2 separate regions of the Mus musculus genome follow, and region 2 is linked to region 1. The links are chromatin contacts, called in public Hi-C maps. All regions are on one chromosome and are shown on one strand. The core of a region is the stretch at or near the end of the contact, and the rest is flanking DNA. Distances in the headings are between cores, read along the strand shown. Region 1 overlaps Emp2 (epithelial membrane protein 2). Region 2 holds the start of Gm41419 (a long non-coding RNA gene).

What was found. A called contact is a pair of places that touch in the nucleus more often than the background predicts.
Region 2: a contact with region 1 is called in a Hi-C map of uterus, with 2.3 times the contacts expected there. The contact joins two enhancer-like sites. A contact is called at or near these places in 24 of 39 promoter capture datasets (the 3T3-L1 cell line, 3T3-L1-derived adipocytes, the C10 cell line and 16 more), 2 of 15 datasets of contacts at CTCF or cohesin (the NIH/3T3 cell line and large pre-B cells), 24 of 484 Hi-C or Micro-C datasets (the 3T3-L1 cell line, 3T3-L1-derived adipocytes, B cells and 13 more) and 12 of 115 datasets of contacts at active chromatin or transcription factors (SST interneurons, acute myeloid leukemia, bone marrow-derived macrophages and 7 more).

Annotation. Positions count from the first base shown.
Region 1 is chr16:10,282,151-10,288,167 of GRCm38.p6, reverse strand. Emp2 (epithelial membrane protein 2) reads left to right here. Exons shown (of 5, transcript NM_007929.2): 3 at 8-113; 4 at 2,567-2,713; 5 at 3,553-6,017. The coding sequence ends at 3,740. Among named protein-coding and RNA genes, the nearest start is that of Emp2, 29 kb to the left of the region's middle. Within about 2 kb of position 1,472, at least 118 of the 459 cell types and tissues checked have an H3K27ac peak or open chromatin away from gene starts, as enhancers often do. A contact at or near this core is called in uterus, where this site is marked.
Region 2 is chr16:10,369,974-10,376,638 of GRCm38.p6, reverse strand. The region is part of intron 5 of Tekt5 (tektin 5); the gene reads left to right. Gm41419 (a long non-coding RNA gene) reads right to left here and starts at 5,289. Exons shown (of 3, transcript XR_875900.3): 1 at 5,225-5,289. Within about 2 kb of position 1,823, at least 89 of the 459 cell types and tissues checked have an H3K27ac peak or open chromatin away from gene starts, as enhancers often do. A contact at or near this core is called in uterus, where this site is marked.

The DNA of each region.
Region 1 (6,017 bases), core at 223-2,722:
TTCACAGGCCTGGTGGGTAGGCGACAGCTTCTCTGCTGACCTCTGGAGAGTGTGCACCAACAGCACAAACTGTACCGAGATCAATGAGCTGACCGGCCCTGAAGCGTTTGAAGGTGAGTGTGGGTGGCTGGGGCATCACCATTCCCATATCCCCTCCCTCCTGAGACTTGGCAGACCCAGCCAGGTCAGGTCCATCTCAGCAGACCCAGGCCTATCTGCTTGCTCTCTGTCCCTGTATGTAATGCTGACTGAGCCCCAGAAACAGTCAGCAGTGGTGATAAACTGGACCCATCAAGACAGCTTGCTGAGTCCAGAAGCAGTGTTTTTGGGCCTCTGCTCTTGGTGTTCCATGCCTCCCTGTGGGAATTCCTGTATTACAGCTCTTTAAATCAGGAATCCGTGAACTACCAGCTAAATGCAGCCCAAGACCTGCTTTGGTGTGGCCCATGAACTAAGAATGCTTTTAACATTTTAAAAGAGTTGTAAAAAGAACAAAATCCTCAAAACAAAAAAAGGGGGAGAAGAAATAATAATAATAATAATGTGACCAGAAGCTTAAAGTAATTTATTGCCTGGCTCTTTCCTGTAAAAGAAAAAAAACAAAAACAAAAACAAAAACAAAAAAAACCTTGTGCCAGCTCCAACTTCTTCCACATGTAAATTTATTTCCTGAGTAAATGTACCTGCAGCATCAGTGGTAAACTGGTGTCACAAGCCGTGAAAACAGGAGGAAAGGCTAAATTAAAAGCCAAAGACCCTCAGTGAAGTCTAACCCAACTGACTCCCTCTGTCTCTGTTTGTCAGAGGCCATGACACACACGTGGACATCAGAGAGAACTGTGGGGGTTAGTTCTCCATGGCTCCAACTCAGGTTGTCCAGCATGGTTGTGGACGGTGGAGAAGCCTTAGCTAGTGAGATCTCTCTGGCCCATCCTCTCCTTACTGATTTTTTTGTGCTAAACAAAACCAAAATTTAAGCAACTCAAATGCAGTTGTAGCCCATGTAGCTGTGCAGGGAGTAGTTCTGAAACCCTGCAAGGATTCCCCAAGGCTGTGGAAGGGTGCACACCACCTCTGCACCGTAGTTTCTAGATGACTTACAACACCGAATACAATCTCTGCATGTTGTTTCATTGTGTGACCCGGTATGGTGCATGGCAGATTCAGATTTTGATTTCTGGAACTTTCTGGGTTCTCCCTTCAACTGACACACCTCAGAAATAGTTGTTGAGCCCAAGACTACAGGCACTGCTGCTATGGGGCCTGGCTGTCTTAGCAGGTATTATGAGGTGGTAGCCCTGCAAGCGAGCCCATTCCTGAGGCCTCCAGGAACCCTGAGACCACAGCAAGGTCACAGCCCTCCCCTGACTGACTTCCTGCTTTTGGTGGCCTGGCTGGGTTTCACCCACACGGACATCACGGCCACCAGCAGCACACTCAGCAGCTCATCGCCAAGGAACCTAGTCTAAAAGCACCGAGTCATTTCTTCTCACAAAACCAGTTTCTACAGTTGCTTCGTCACAGGATATGAATCACCTGGGGTACTTGCTAAAAATATATTATCTTGGCACCAACCCCAGAGGAATGGAGGCTGAGTGAGGAATCTGCATTTTAAATAAGCCTTCCTAGGTGGCTCCTTGGAAAATTTAATTACTAATGTTCAAAGCCACGGGGTCACAACGTTGGCTCACTTTGAAATTCCCTAGGAGACTTTAGAAGTGTTCTCCGTGCCTGGTGTTCCAGTTCATTTTGTCTCAGGAAAGTCTGGTAATATTTTTTAGAATATAGCCATCATTTACAAACATGGAAATGCATACTTCTTAAGGGCTCCTTGGTGCAATGAGTTTTGACAATTCTTTATAATCCTAGCAAACTACCACTGAAAGCAAAGCAGAGGACTTTCCTAACACCCCACAAGGTCCTTTGGCCCATTCCCCTCAACTCCTAGCCAGAGAGCCCCACCCCCCCAGCTTATTTACCCCTGATCCTGGACTTTGAGGAGTGATGTGTTCTGTTGGAGAGTACGTTTGTTTGCCATAAGGAAACAGGAAGCAGGACCAGGTGTTTTCTGTGGGGCCCAGATGTGCAGCTTAATGTGAGCGATACGATCCATTGCTGTTAACGCCTTACCCAGCCCTTATAATCAAAGCTCCCTCCAGCCATCAGGCAAACTAAAAAGGTTGAGACCTGGCTGTTGCTCTTTTCCCAAGCCAAATAGGTAGGAGCTGCAATCCAGAGCAGGGAGAGTCTTGGTTCTGGCTTCATCTTCTGTTTAAGTTGGTATTTGATCAACTGCCTAGCTGGAGGAGAAGAGCGAGGTAGCCTGGCACACTGCCAGGGTGGCCAGGTATGTTCAGTCTGTGGCCCACGGAGCACAGTGACTAGGAATGGGGCCCAACACAATGCTGTGGACTCACTTAAGACATGAGCTTACCCTGGTGTCAGATCTCAGTGTGAAGTTTATAGATGACAACCCTGTGTCACAGTGCCCAGTAGTTGGATGGACATGCTTGGCTGCAGACAGTCCTATAACCCTCTGTGTGAAGCCTTCATCTTCTGCCCACAGGTTATTCTGTGATGCAGGCGGTGCAGGCCACCATGATCCTCTCCACCATCCTCTCCTGCATCTCCTTCCTCATCTTTCTGCTCCAGCTCTTCCGCCTCAAGCAGGGAGAGAGGTTCGTCCTGACGTCCATCATCCAGCTCATGTCCTGTAAGTGAACCTGGAAGCCGCGTGTACTGCCTGTACACACATGAGACAGCCTGTGCTGCCTACACACACACACACACACACACACACACACACACACACACACACAGCCAGGAAGTGACTCTTTAGAGCATACATTATTCGAAAGGGGACAGTCTGCCAGAGCAAAGCCTGCCCTCCTTCTTTTCTTGGGCTCCTCTAGTGGAGGGCAAACAATAAATCAATTCCAAGTTCAGGCATGGCCTTCTGGCCAGGTGGCTCTCATCTCTGAGATCCATCTTTCCTCCTCCTCATCTCTTGCACACACTAAGGCCATGAAGTCTTGAGTTCCTTCTCCTTCACCACTTTGGACGGCATGTAGATTTATGGTTAACTCAGAACAGACAGACCATTAGCAGGTGACACACAGACTCCTTCCGGCAAAGTGAAGCTCTTCTCCTATAGCTTGTGCTGCACTTCTGCATTGTATCCCACCAAAATCACTGAAGGAGGGAAGTTGGGGAACACCCAGAAAGGAGAAGCTGGCACACACTCCATATGGAGGAGTTTGGATTTAGGGGGAAAGGGAAGGTGTCTGCAAAGCTTGAAGCCTGAGCTTGGGTACCATGTGTTGTCTGGGTGTGGAGTGGAAGGAACAGTTTGGCAGGCAAAAGTGCTGGGATGAAGAAGCAGAGCTGTGAGGGCCGGAATGAGGAGGGCAGACTGAACGGGCTCTCATAAGCCACGGAAAGGACTTGAGGTCTGTATCCTAAGCTGGTGGGAAGCCATTAACAAGTGTTAGGCCAGGTCCAGATTCTAGTGTGGCCTGCAATATTTCTGAACCCTGTCTTTGTTCCTGACAGGTCTGTGTGTCATGATCGGAGCTTCCATCTATACAGACCGGCGCCAAGACCTTCACCAACAGAACAGAAAACTCTATTACCTACTGCAAGAAGGCAGCTACGGCTACTCTTTCATCCTGGCCTGGGTGGCCTTTGCCTTCACTTTCATCAGCGGCCTCATGTACATGATCCTGAGGAAGCGTAAATAAGTGTCAGAAGTCTGACCACCCTCCCACAGGGTGGCATCCATGGTCACATAACCATTTTGTATATAATCATTTTTTGTGTTTTTTCTAGCAAACATATTGTTTCCTTTAAAAGCTTTTATGAAGAAGAAGAAGGAGAAGGAGAAGGAGAAGGAGAAGGAGAAGGAGAAGGAGAAGGAGAAGGAGAAGGAGAAGGAGAAGAAGAAGAAGAAGAAGAAGAAGAAGAAGAAGAAGAAGAAGAAGAAGAAGAAGAAAGAATAGAGACAGAGAAGGAGTTTCTGCATTCTTGGGATCACAAACCAGACCATGAAAGCTGGCATTCAGAATGCCTGCCTACCAAAAGTCTCAGCAAGGCCCAGCAAGCTCCACAGGATGCTTTTCAAGGGTGGCTCTGTGGTGTGGGTACGGCCAAAGGTGGGGAAAGCCAGTCTTTGGGAGCAGACTCTTTGTAGGAGTCTGCCCTTCCCTCTTCCCCTGCCCACTCCACTCTGACAGCCACAGGTGGAATGATGAGGGCCCAAATGTGGGACATCTATGCTCAGATATTAAACCTAAGCTCACGTAAGAAGTGGGCAAAGACTGGCCCTGGTTTGTCTGTAAGAGACCCAGAGTTTCCCAACCCCCCTGCCATGAGCTAGGTCATCACACTAATTTGTTGATGTTTGCTCCTGTTTGCCTTAAGGATAGTGACCCTTGCCTGACGCAGATGTCATGTTTAGGCATTAAGTGTCCATAGGTCATTCCGTAGGGCATCTAGTACACGTCGGTTCACAAATCTACTTCCAAGACCCTCAGAATCCTTCATTAAAGGGCTGGGCCTGGGTGTCTGAATTTCTGATGAGCTCCCTGCAATATGGTTAAATGCACTATAACTGGAGGTCAGAGCCTTAGAACCGGGGGGAGCAGAGCCACCTTGTAAATGTTATCAGGCTAATCACAATGAGATGGCCCCACTGCTAGCTACGTCTCAGCCTCCATCAGCTCTTGCTGCCTCTTCCACAGCTGCTTACATCTGGGACACTTGTGCCCCATTCCCAGGCCATACAAGCCTGGAAGGTGGGCTGGACAGCCTCCTCCCTGACCTACATGGGAAGGTCTCTCCTTTTCTTCCCGCCCTTTTTTCTAATGTGGATGCTTCCATTAATCCTCTGTTTCTGGAGCCTTGGAAGATCTGTCTTCCATTCATTCATCCACCCATCCATCATTCAACATGAATGGGTCATGTCACGTGTTGGGTGCAAGGGATACTCTTTCAAAACAATCCCTCACGAGACTCACAGTCTAGTGAAGAGCACACGCCAGAAACCAATTAGAGAAGCTACCAACCACGATGGAACATCAGGGATTCAAAACCTCGGGGTGAGAGGGAGCCTACTTTCTCTGTGTTCTTCTAAGAGCCCTGATGGCTCTCGATTGCTCTGAACAGAGGTCCACTTGGTCCAGTGCTATCATGGGTAGTGCCCACGAGGTTTCCCCAGAGAATACTACTGTAGAGCATTCTATACTCCCCACAGGGAGACAGGAAAGGATTCCCAGAGCCATGGCTCTTAAGATGGTCCTCGAAGGAAAATCCAGTCATTTCCAAGTGGGCCCTGAACCCTGAGGCTATGGGGAGGTCTTCAGAAGTCCTGGAAGAGTGACAACACCCGAGTCCCAGGAGCTCTGTGATGGCAACCTTCTCCCTTGAACACCCTTTTCCATTTTTGAGCATCGAGTTGGAGAGGTGATTCTGGGACAGGGTGTGTATATTTGTGTTGTTTAAACACATTCACATGTAAGCTGCCTGAGGGGAGGGGATGTTTGCCTCTAGCTCAGTCCCAGTGGAGCTGGGGGGATGATGAGTCTGAGTGGCTTTAGGGCCATCATTGACACCACCTCAGTACAAACGGACTCCCCTCCCTTCCTCCCTCTCTTCTATCCTCCTTTCCTTCCTTCCCTTAGCAGGGCTGCCAAGGTGATATGGGACAGCGACAGGGCAAACGATCACCTGTTGCCTTAATGAACTTTCCACAGCTCACTGCTGGCTAGGTCGTAGAGTTTCTCCTTGTCTTGTGAGGCCCAAGGAAGGAGGCCAATCTAAAGTGTCCTCCATACCTTCCCCTTGGGGGCTTTTCTGTAATACTTGTTTAAAAATTGTTCTGATGATCATGATGGAAACAGACAGACCACCTTAGAACCAGAGGCCTGAAAGCCTGACCTGACCAGCACAGATTCCCACTTCAGAACCCCAGGGCTATGGAAGTGCCCTTGTCCAACGCTATGGGAATAGTCCTGTGGGTT
Region 2 (6,665 bases), core at 574-3,073, 88 kb before region 1:
CTGAGAACCACTTGTCTTTGGGTTGCTACAGAACTTGGGATTTTTCCCTTTTAATTTGACATCAGAGTTTAGGATTTTTAATTCGCCATAAAGTTACTGAAGCAAAATTGATGACAAAACACTATTTTACAGAGTAAGATGCAATAGAGGCTGGCATTCATTGCTTCCAGCTGTGCTGTGCTGAGGATGGGCTTTGACGCGACTGCTGGGGCTCTAGTCCCTTATAACCTCGGGCAATCTTCCTTTCTTTTTAAAAAATACTTATTTCATTTTTCTCCCTCTCCTCCCCCTCCCTCCCCCTCCCCCCCCCTCTCTCTCTCTGTGTGTGTGTGTGTGTGTGTGTGTGTGTGTGTGTGTGTGTGTGTGTGTGTGTGTGCTTGTTTGGACATGTGCACTTGTGGAGGTTCTCTAATGTAGGATCTGAGGATTGATTGAGCTCATGTCCCCAGGCTTTTGTGACAGTGCCTCTATTTGATAAGCCACCTTGCTGCTCCAAACCTGTAACCGCCCTGGGGTCTGGTCCTTACAGGAGAACACTGAGGCTTTTAGCCATCTTCTGGAGGGAAGTAGTTGCTGGCCCCAGAGCGGGAGAGGATAATGCCTAGGTGGTCTGAGTTCTCTGGCAGCCAAGAGCCTGGGATCCTCCATGTTCCCTCTCCAACATCCAGTTATCTACTTGTGTGTGCTAGGGTGAAATTCAGTGCAAGACAGGGGAATGGGACTCACAGATGTGCCGAGGAGGAGACCTCGGGGCAGTGACCCTGCTATCGAAAGCACGTGTTTGAAAGCAGACACGATGGCACACACGATCATGTGATGTGATCCTAGCACTCAGGAAGTGGAGTCAAAGGGTCAAAGAATCAAGGTCATCCTCAGGCCTCACACGGAGTTGGAGGCTAGCCTGGGCTAATGAGACCCTGTCTTCACAACAAGAACAAGAAAATGTTTATTCTAAAGGTGTTGGAGGCAGGTCCCAGCAGGCAAGATGACATTTGCTGTGTTCTGTTACAGGACCATTAGTATCCCTGAGCTGAATAGTAAGAACACAGCCCCTCCGTCCGTCAGCAGCCTTCCTTAGGTGCAGGTGGTCTCAATGCCTAACTAAAGAGTCCCAGCACACACATTTGCCTCTTTCTTATTTTATGCATTGTTAATGTTCTTTCCACATACAGCAATGCTGTTTGATTTACACCAATGATAGTTAGAGATAGAAAGCTTCCACTTAAAATAAGCGCTCTTTTTGTTTCTAAACTGAGTTGAGCTGGGCGTGGAGACTCACAGTGCATGGGAGGTGGAGGCAGGAGGATTGCTGCTAGTTCTTGGCATACAGAGTGAGAGACCCTTTTTTGAAACAACAACAACAACAACAACAAAATTAAGCCAGCAGAAACAAAACACTTAGGGGAAGGAGATGGTCAGCTGGTAACGGCCATCCAGCCTGCTGTCTAAAGTTCTATTTCCAGGACCCACATGGTGGGAAAAAAAAAAGAAAACTGATCCTTGAAGCTGCCTTCTGGTCTCATTTGTTACCGCCCCCCACCCCTGTGTGCGCACCACATATATACAACAAGTAAATGCAATTAAAAATATAATAAGAACCCCAAACAAGAAAATCCTAACAATAATGACATATAAAATAAAGTGACTGGATTTAGAGAAAGATACAGGTAATCCTGAAGTAAGCTGTGCACAGTAAGGCAGAAGTGGAGGAGTAAACGGGGTGAGAGAAGAAAGAACCTGGCCAGCCGTGCAGACCTGCGCACTGTGTTCCCTGTGTTTGGTCCGACTAAGCCAGTGGGCGGGGCCTGGGAATCAGCGTTCCTAATGAGCTACGTTGGAGCCTTGGCTGCTGACGCCACGGATTTCTCTGGGAAGATCAAAAGCAGTGTGTGTTGGCCTGGATGAACTTCTGGGCAAGCAGCTAGCTCTCTCCTTCCCTCTCCTGCCCACTTTCCCACTTGGGAAGTGAAGCGACCAAGTCAGGCTTTCCCGTTACATAGACCTAGGCAGATTTGTGCAGGGATGTGAAATGCCCCTGTGGGGTTTGGCCCCCAGGTAACCTGTTGCAGTCCTTGGATCCAAATATCACTTCCCTCTTGCTGTGGTCAGGGGTGTGGCATCAGGAGGCTGGCACCAAGGTGAGCCAGACATGCCAGAAGCCCAGCCTCAATCAGGCTGTTTCTCTGCTGGCTGTGAACTGTATGTAGTCAGGAGACACGGAGCAGACAGGAGACAGGTATGACCATCACTGAGGGGAGCGGTGTGTGATGGCCAGGGAAATAATAAATGCTTTTTTTTCCTTTTTGAGATACATTGTATAGCCTAGGCTACCAAGAACTTGCAATATAGCCCAGGCTGGCCTCAAACTATCATCTTCCTGCCTTAGACCCCCAAATGCTAGACTTTGGAGCACGCACCACAGGCAGGCTTGTATGAGTCTTTTCTTTTTCTCTTATTTAGTTTTGAGAATTTCAGTATAAGCACTGTATTTACATCACTCTGCCCGGTCCCTCAGGTGATTGTTTCCCACAGCCATAGTCAGCCCTGACTGCTGAGTCACACCTTCTTCAGCCTTGCTCTGGTCCCACACCCAGCTGCATGCCCACACCTGCACTTGGATGTCTTTTTTTCTATGTGCATGTTTGTGTGGTGTGTGCAGTGCGTGTGTGTGTGTGTGTGTGTGTGTGTGTGTGTGTGTGAGAGAGAGAGAGAGAGAGAGAGAGAGAGAGAGAAGTGTGTGTGTGTGTGTGTGTGTGTGTGTGTAAGCCAGACGCCAGCATCAGGTATCTTCCTCCATCACTCTCTGCCTTACATTTTGACACAAGACCTCTAACCAAGCCTGGAGCTCACCTATTCAGCTCTGCTGGGTAACTAGCAAGCTCTAGGGTTTGTCTCTCATTTCCCATAACCAGAACTACAGTCCTTTAGTGGGTGCTGGGGGTCCGAACTCAGGTCCTCATGCTCGTGGGTGAGCACTTTACCTATTGAGCCACCCCAGGCCTGGACATGGATTTCTAAGAGGCCTCTTCTTAACAGGCTTGAACCCCCATCTCCAGGACTTTCACCCTCTTGCTTATTCCACCGAGAGTCTTCCCCACCTCAATTTAGTAGCTCCAACTTCCAGATAATTCCAGGGGTTTCCTAGGGCTTCAACTTGTAAGTGCTCACTTGCAAACTTGAGAATAATTCTGCCTGCTTCTATCCCCTACTCTGGATGCACTCCACTACTTAAACCCAATCTTACTGTGGCTTATATCCTGACATACTCTATCTCTACCCGACAGAGACGACCACCTGCCTGTTTTGCCTGGCTTGTTGCTAGGCCTCATACCTCCTGAGACCATCCCCTTTGTATTTCAAACCCTAGAGTCCACTGATTAATTGGCCACTAGTTTGGAGAGCCTCAAAGCCTTGAGTAGGTGACTGTACAGCAGAGGGTGCTGAGCTGTGTTAGAGTCTTCAGAAACCTGAGGGAGGTTTCTGAATGTAGCTTAGTTGGATGAATGCCTGCCCACCATGCATGACATTCGGGGTTCACCCACCAGTGCTGTATAAACTAGGCACAGGGGTACCTGCCTGCAATTCTTGCACTCAGGAGATAGAGACAGAGGGTCAGAGCTTTGAGGTCTTCCTCAGTTTTATGGTGGCTTTGAAGCAGTCTGGGATATGTAAAACCTTATCAAAAAAAAAAAAAAAAAAAAAAAAAAGAAAAAAAAAAAGAAAAGAAAAAGAAAAGAAGGGGGAAGAGAGGAAGGAAAAGAGGGAGAACAGGAAGGGGGGAGGAGTGTAGGAAGGGGAGAAGGGATGGGGAAAGTTACTTGTCATGGAAAGAGTTTAACCAGACTACAGAAGGCTGTGAGTCTTAAACCCTACAAGGCTTTCTTTTCTGCTGAAGTCCTTGGCATTTTGACTTTCAAATGGCTGTTAGCATCATCAAAACCACCCCTTTGCTTGGGAACTGGACAGGAAAATGAAGAGTCTGAGGGTTGACAGTCAGTGGGGAGCCAAGATCCCAGCTCTAGCTGCTGGCCTCTGTTTGACAGTGAGGTTTCTGTGGATGGGAAATGCTTTTGTGCCTCGCAAGCAGCCGGATCCCTTCCAGCACTGGGGTGAAGGACCAAGCTACTGACGACGGTTGGCTTCTCAATCAGGCCAAGTCCTGGAGGCAGAGCTGCTGGCCTGGCCCTGCCTGGCCCTGTGCATACACTCAGTATTAGATGAAAGAGCCTTAGCTCTAAACATTGTAGAAATGAGTAGAGAGATGGCTCAGTGGTTCAGAGCGTGGGCTGCTCTTCCAGAGAGCTTGGGTTTAAGTCCCAGCACCCACATTGGTGGTTCACAAACACTTGCAATTCTTGTCTTACTGGATGTTCACACCATCTTCTGGCCCTGTCAGGAACTGCCTACATGTGGTGCATGCATTAGGGCAAAACACCTATGCACACAAAGTTTAAAAAAATTTAAAAATGTAGAAAGGCAAAGGTGTGTGTGGACAAGCAGAGTGACTTCGTTTAGATCCAGCCGAGGGGTTTTTGGAGATTAGTTCCTGTGAACTGCAGGATCCTGGTCCATAATGAAAGGATCAAGGAGATGGCTCTGTGGAAAAACACTTCCTGTACAAGCATGAAGATCAGGGCTCAGCTCTTCAGCACCACATGACAGCTTGGCAGGCATGCGGCCCACCTGTAACCCCAGCACTTGGGAAGCAAAGCCAGGAACTCCAAAGTAAGATGGCTGTGGACTGGCTAGAACCAGAGAACCTGGCTTCTGTGATGGACCCACCTTAATAAAAAGTGGAGAGCAATTAAGGAAGGCATCTAGCATCAACGTCAGACCACCACTTGCATCCACACACCCACATGCCCCACACATACGTGAATGAGCACTCACATGTGTTAGCACACACCACATGCACATATACATGCCAAGGAGGAGGAGGGACAGGAGGAGGAGGAAGGGAAGAGGACCATGATGATGAGAAGAAATAAACCATTGTAACAGTGATGTGGACTAGGAGACGCAGCAAGAGAAGACTCAGTAGGCAGGTGACAGGCAGGTGACATGGGCATGTGTCTTCTTAACTTTGTGTTGGAGAAGTGATGATGGTTAGATCCACCTCCAGGAGCCTCTGAGCTGGTGTCTTAGCTACTTTCCTACTGCTGTGAAGAGACATCGTAATAAAGGCAACTTATGAAAGAAAGCATTTAACTAAGGGCTTACTTACAGTTTCAGAGGGTTGGTCCATGATCATTATGGCAGGGAGCTTGGCAGCAGGCAGGTGTGGCTCTGAAGCAGTAGCTAACAGCCTACATCCTGATCTACAAGTTGGAGGGTGGGGGGCTGGGCTTTGAAATCTCAAAGCTCACCCTAGGAGCACCTCTAACAGGCCACACCTACCCCTTCCTAAATAGTCTACCAACTGGAAACCAAACATTCAAATACAAGCCTATGGAGGTCACTGGCCTTCAAAACAACCACAGTCCACATCAGGTATGGCTGGCTATAATCCTCTTAAAAGTTCCCAGGGATGTAGCTCAGTTGGTAGAGTGCATGACTGGTGTTCATGACATCCTGGGTTTGGTCCCCAGTGCTAGAGAAAACTCAGGCAAAGTGTGTGTGTGTGTGTGTGTGTGTGTGTGTGTGTGTGTGTGTGTGTGTGTGTTGGGAGGGGCATCATCATCAATACCTGTAATCCTAGCACTTGGAAGGATCAGAAATTTAAGGCTATTCTCTGCTATGTTTAATGAGTTTGAGATCCTGGAGAGAGAGAGAGAGAGAGAGAGAGAGAGAGAGAGAGAGAGAAGAGGGAGGGAGGGAGAGGAGAGAGAGAGAAATTTGAGATGGAGGAAGGAAGGAGAAAAGAAAAATGTGTTGAGGAAATGCCCTTGAAGCCTTCAGACAGTGGATTTCCAAGAATTTGCTCCAGAGCGGTATAAAGTGCCCCCATTCCACTTTGGTTTATTTTTACATTAATTTGTTGGAGGAGGCACCATAGTTCATTTGTGGAAGTCAGAGAAAAACTGTGGGAATCCTACTCTCCTTCCACCATGCAGGTCCTCAGACTTGGCTGCAAGCACCTTTACCTGATCAACCATCCTGAAGGTCCCCACCCCAAATCATTCCCAAAGTCTAGCAGGGATTTCAGGACCCCTGCTGGAGGCTGTCTGTTAACATCTGACATTTGTGCTCCTCAGGCGCTGTTGTGCTCAGGGCTTGCTTGGCGTCTGCATATCTGAGCAATCATTTACAACCCAAATTTACTCCTGATGTGTCTATCAAAGTTTGGAGACTTTTTGTCTTGTGACTGCTGAGGGCACCCTGCCCTATCATCTCCACCACTTCCCCCTGAGACAGGGTCTCTCTCTGGTTGTAGTACAGGGATGGCAGCCAGCAAGTCTCAGAAATCCTCCTGTCTCTGCTCCTCTCAGCATGGAGTCACAGGGGCACAGGACCACACCCAGATTTTCCTGTGGGCCTTGAGGACTGAGCTCAGGTCCTTGTCTGTATGCATCAAGTACTCCTACCCAAGGACCGCTTCCCTCCCTCCTCTCTCAATACCCACATTTAAGAGCTTGACAGGAGGACCCTAGCACAGGACCTTCCATGTCCTGGGTTCCTGGCAGGGTTCCTGAGCCCTTCTCTCTCCACGTTTTGCTCCTGGGCTT